Regions from separate parts of the Sus scrofa genome. Here region 1 is linked to region 2. A link is a contact called in public HiChIP or PLAC-seq data. All regions are on one chromosome and are shown on one strand. Each heading gives the region's core, a stretch centred on a gene start, on an enhancer-like site or on the middle of the called end of the contact. The rest is flanking DNA. Distances are from core to core; before and after follow the strand shown. Region 1 holds the start of SRC (proto-oncogene tyrosine-protein kinase Src). Region 2 has its middle 8.3 kb from the start of GHRH.

The links. HiChIP or PLAC-seq counts read pairs in DNA pulled down with a chosen protein or histone mark.
Region 1: an H3K27ac HiChIP or PLAC-seq map of alveolar macrophages shows a contact between it and region 2. The contact joins the promoter of SRC here to the enhancer-like site in region 2. A contact is called at or near these places in 4 of 47 Hi-C or Micro-C datasets (alveolar macrophages, blood, embryonic fibroblasts and 1 more) and 2 of 2 datasets of contacts at active chromatin or transcription factors (alveolar macrophages and skeletal muscle).

Annotation. Positions count from the first base shown.
Region 1 is chr17:40,469,536-40,472,235 of Sscrofa11.1, forward strand. SRC (proto-oncogene tyrosine-protein kinase Src) reads left to right here and starts at 1,435. Exons shown (of 14, transcript XM_021077973.1): 1 at 1,435-1,802.
Region 2 is chr17:40,404,856-40,407,555 of Sscrofa11.1, forward strand. No RefSeq gene overlaps it. Among named protein-coding and RNA genes, the nearest start is that of GHRH, 8.3 kb to the left of the region's middle. Within about 2 kb of position 1,291, at least 13 of the 83 cell types and tissues checked have an H3K27ac peak or open chromatin away from gene starts, as enhancers often do. A contact at or near this core is called in alveolar macrophages, where this site is marked.

The DNA of each region.
Region 1 (2,700 bases), core at 185-2,684, 65 kb after region 2:
GAAGGAGAAGCCCAAACCTGACACCATTTGACCCTGCTGGGCCTTAGTTTCCCATCTGTGAAATGGGAAAACTTTCTGAGAAGGAAAGTGGAGGCAGAGGATGGCATTTATTTATTATTTGTTTATTTATTTTTTGTCTTTTGTCTTTTTAAGGCCACACCCGCGGCATGTGGAGGTTCCCAGGCTAGGGGTCTAATCGGAGCTGTTGCCGCTGGCCTAGGCCACAGCCACAGCAAGGCCAGATCTGAGCCTCATCTGCGACCAACACCACAGCTCACAGCAACGCCGGATCCCTAACCCACTGAGTGAGGCCAGGGATCAAACCTGCAACTTCGCGGTTCCTAGTAGGATTCTTTTCCGCCGAGCCACAATGGAACTCCAGATGGTGGTATTTAAAGCTGGGTTCGGGCCCTCCCTTCCCCTGTGCTGTAACGTGCGAAGAACCAAGGATACAGCACCCACCCTCAAGAGGGCAGTCCTGAAGCCAGAGGGGGAATAGGTGGTGCAGGAGGCTCTGTAGCTAAACCAGCCTTTCCTCAATGTCCCCTCCTTTCTCTGCTATACTCTCTGCCCCCTGCGTCCAGAGGTCCTCAGCCTCTTCATTTACATGGAAGTATAAGTGCCACTAAACACCTATTTCAGCCCCATCCTAAGTAGGAGTATCTGGACTGGCTGACATTGGATAGGCTGCCTTAGTTTTTTTTCTCTTCTATCCATTAAAAGGAATACATATCTATTAAAATAAACGTTACTCTTTCCCACACTGTCCTTTCTGCTCCAGTCCCCACTTTGGGAAACTCAGGTCAAGGAAACTCAGGTCAAGGCCAGGGTCCAAGGCCTATTTTTTTTTGTTTGTTTTAGGGCCACACCCGCAGCATATAGAAGTTCCCAGGCTAGGGGTCAAATTGGAGCTACAGCTGCTGGCCTACACCACAGCCGCAGCAACGCAGGATCCAAGCCCTGTCTGTGACCTATACCACAGCTCACGGCAACATCTGATCCTTAACCCACTGAGGGAGGCCAGGGATCAAGGATGCTAGACGGATTTGTTTCTGCTGCACCACAACAGGAAATCCCAAGACCTGGTTCTTGTCAGGTGATTCCCTTCTCTGTGCCTCAGTTTCTTTCTCTATAAAATAGGGATAATCTTGGGTCTGCCCAGCCCAGCTGGTTGGTACGAATAGATCATAAAGTTGACCTGAATAGCTTAGCGTGGCACCTGGCAAGGAGTGAGCACTCCATCAGTGCTGCAGTTATTATTATTACTGATAATTTCGGGAGAGGTAGATTTGGGGTAAACAGGGTAGGTGGATTGGGGGCAGTGAGGGTGGGCATTTTCGCGTGAGGGCTGATGGGTGTCCCAAAGGGTAGGGACTCTCTTGGGGCGGGGTGGGGGGCGGGGCTTCCGTGCCCGGTGCCTCCGCCCCCCATTCCCCGCCCGCCCGGACCCCAGGGTTGGGGGGCGGGGGTGGCCCGCGCCTGGGTCTATCCCAGGTCACCGGCGGGGAATCCGTCCCGGCGCGCTTCCTCCTTCCTCCTCCTCCCGGCGGCCTGCCGGGCCCCTCCTCCCTGCTCGCGCGCTCCCTCCCTCCTCTTCCCCTCCCTGAGCCGCCGCCTCCTCCTCCTCCTCCTCCTCCTCCTCCCTCTCCCTTTCTCTCTCGATCTGTCTCTCCCGGCCGGGAATCCATTCCGGCCTGGGAGCCGGAGCGGCCTGGCCGCCGTGTGCCCGAACCCTTGGCCGTCCGGAGGTCCTTCCTCCCGTGCGTCTGCCTGCCGGTGCGTCCGCCTGTCCGCTGGCCCAGGTGAGCGCCCCCCACCCCGCCGCCGGCTCCCGGTCCCCGCCCGAGTGAGGGAGCCCCTGCCCGGGGACCACCCTGGCGTCGGATCGCCGGGCCGCTGGGGCTCCTGGCCCCCCCTTTTCCCCCCACCCACCCCCGGGCCGAGCTGCGATCCAGGAGCGCTGGGCCGGCGCACGGGGACGTGCCTGGTGCGGCCTTTTGTTGTGATGCCTGGGGGTGGGGGGGAGGGGGCTCTGTGGGGGGGCGTAGGGGTCCTGTCTGCGCTGGAACCCCCTCCGGCCCACCTTACCCCTACGGGCCCCTGAGAGCCGCGAGCTGGGCCTGAGCCCCCAGGCCAGGTCTAGGCCAAATCTGAAATCTGAGCCGGTCGGCGCCGCCTCTGGCCGCGGCTGCCCGGCCTGGCGCCCCTAGCCCGGGATGGGAGGTGATGAGGGGGCGGGCGGGGTGGGCCTGGGGGCGCCCGGGAGGGAGTGCTTGGCCAGGGCACCAGGATTTTCCCGTCTTCGTGGGGCTTTGGGTAGGGCCTGGTGCTGACGGCCTGAAAGGGACTGGGCCCGACTGTGCTTGGTTCCTGCTGCCCACAGCCCCCTAGACTTGCCTCTGGGCAGGCCCAGCCGCCTGTGTGCTCAGAAGTTGGCAAAAGTTTTGGGATTTCACCACCAGGCCGGGTCCATCTGCCTGCCCGGGCTGGCATTGGTGGTGGGTTTGAGTCCCAACAGGGACCACCACTTACTTGCCTTGCTGTGTGTCCTCAGGCAACTACCTGACCTCTCTGAGCTCAGAGTCCTCATCAGGCCCAGCTTGGGCCTGGCTGGGTTTACTACTGGGCTGTTGGAAGGATGGGGTGAACAGAAGGGGCTCACCTATAGGGTATCAGTTCAGGCAGACTTGATAGTGGCAA
Region 2 (2,700 bases), core at 41-2,540:
GTGACGGCTTTGGAAGGAGAGTGTTGTCAGCAGCCTGGAAGGGGGTCCTGGAAAGCAGAGCGGGGACCCCGGGGGAAAGAGCCCAGTGAGGACGCTTGTACAGCTGGCCCTGCCTGCGGGCCTGAGGGCCTGAGCCAAGGCCCACAAAGGAGGTGGTGGGGAGCAGCGGAGGTGGATTTGAGAGGACTCTGGAAGATGGGACCCCAGGCCTGAGGTAGACAGGGGGAGGGAGGGGGAGGAGGGGGAGCCCTAGGGGCCCTGAGGGGTGATCGGATGCTTTGGAGGTGGGGGGGCAGACTGGGAGGAAGAGCAATGAGTTCCAATGTACACGTGTGGAGTGATTTTTTCGTACTCAGTGCACCTCCAGGCACTTGGACCCACCCTGGAGCTCCCAGCCAGGGGCCGCGGCAGAGGAGCCCGTGGAGACGACGGGAGGGGCTTGGGAGCGCAGAAGGGCTTGGGTGGGATCCACATCTTCAGGGCAGGTGGAGGGAAAATTAGAAAAACTGGGGAGCAAAGACCAGATTAGAAAAGTAGGCGGTTTGTTGTCAATGTATTATCTCCTCTTTGCAGATGGGAAAACTAGAACTAAGACATTTTAGTGGCTTGTCCTCGGTCACAGTTTTCATGAGGGTGGAGCTGGGATTTTGAACCTAAGCCTCTTTGGCTCCAACACCTATACTCTCTTCTCTGCTGTGACCCCAGGAGGCAAATCCCATCCCCGGATACGAAATAAACAGATTCATAGATTGCGGGAGGGGAAGATGCTGCCAGAAGAACTTGCGAGAGAACGTCAGCGGAGAACAGTGTCTTAAGGAAACATTTTTTTTTGCTCTCCCCACAAGAATATTCTGAAGCAAATCCTAGACTTCATATCATCTCATCCATAAATATTTCAGGATGTATCTCAAAAAGATAAGGGCTTTTTCCTCCACATAGTCACAATACCATTATCACATGTAAAGAAAACTCTGGCGGTAATTCCTATTAAGGGAATCTATTGAGGGCAATTTGACAAGACCTCAGAAGGTGCTTATCTTGAGCCGGTATTGTCACAGAGCCTCGATAAGAAATTTAAATTTTCCCAAGATAATTAGAGTGAAGGCTGAACAGGGGATTGGAAATGCAAGAGATTTGAGAAGCTTTGGGGGCCCTGGAAAGAAATGTTGTAAAGGAAAAAAAAAAAAAAAAAAAAAGCCTGGAAAAGTTTGCAAAGTACAAGAGAAAAGAATCTTCTTTCTGACTTCTCTTTTCCTCACCCAAGGGCCCTTAGTCATAAATGCGAAATAGGAACCAGGTCTAAAGTGAAACCAAATGGATAAAAATAACACAATGAGTAGTTTCTAAACACAACAAGGCAGATTCATGGGGCAGGTTTCCCACCAAGGCGCTCAGACGCTCACTGCATAGCTAAGGACTATCATGCCGCCACTGCTGTGCAGACTTAGCTTCCTGGGACACCCTGTATATTGTTTATTACCTGGTCCCTTAACTGGACTCTGTCCTTCCACTGGGCTCCAAACAACCTGGTTCCTAGGCCCAGCTCCTCTACAAACTTGCTCTGTGACCTTGGCCAAATTACTTCACCTCTCTGAGCTGATATGCAACATGAGGGTGTTAGACCCCAAGACTTCAGATTTCCCTTCAGGTCCTCAATTCGGTGATTCAGTGGACACCTGATGAAATGGCACTCATCTCCTGGAGTTTAGAAAGTGTTCCCAGGGTTTGGTTTGATGTTACTTCGTGTCTGCAAAATGCTTGGCTAACCTAGATGCAGGATGCCATGGAGACGCCACGTTTTCTCATGCAGCTTCACGCTCCAAAATCACCCAGGGTTGCACTTGGCTGAGCCCCGGGAGGAAATCCAAGAGCAGCTCCATATGCGCTCTTGGGAAACCAGCGGTGGATGGAGACCGACGGAACCTGCACAGAGCCCTCTGCAGATGGGGCTGGTTGCCTGAGGCTCAGGAAGCAAATTGTAGAAATAAGTTTAAATGACAGCCAGTGGTTTTTTTACGGCAGGTAAAGGGGTTGATGGATGGCAACCAGGGATGTGGGGCTGAGATGGAGCTAAAGGGAAGGGGCCTGTGAGAAGCTGTCAGATCTCAGAGCCATATGTTGCTGGGATTCTGGACCTTGGCCTGGGGAGCTGCATTCGAACAGAGTCTTAAGACTGGGAGTCAGAGGGGAGCTAGAGGAAGATACAAGAGAACTGCAGCTTGAACAGGTAGGGGAGACACCAAGCAGATCCCATCCTGGGCCAGAAGAGCAGCCCTTTCCAGACACCCTGCCCCCGACCCAGCTCCTCGCCAGGCATCAGGCTGGGAAGGAGAGTATGTGTCCTGCTCCAGCTGCCCTGATATCTTTTCTTTGGTTCCTCCAACTCGGCTCTTTCCCATGAAGGGCTTTTGACAGAGCTGGTCCTCTACCTAGAAGGCAACTCTCTTCTGCTGGTCAACTTCTACTCCAACCTCAACTCAAACCTGCCTCCTCTAGGAAGCCCTCCTTGACTTCCCTTATCAAAGACAAACCACTCTATCTTTAGTTCCTCACATCATTACATACTTTTAAAAAAAATAGCTCTCTTGGCTATTTATAATTGGTTATGTATTTACATGATCCTTTTAAATTTTTATTTTTTGCACATTTATTCATCTGTTTATAATGAAATTATGGTCTAAATATTTACAATGTATAGAA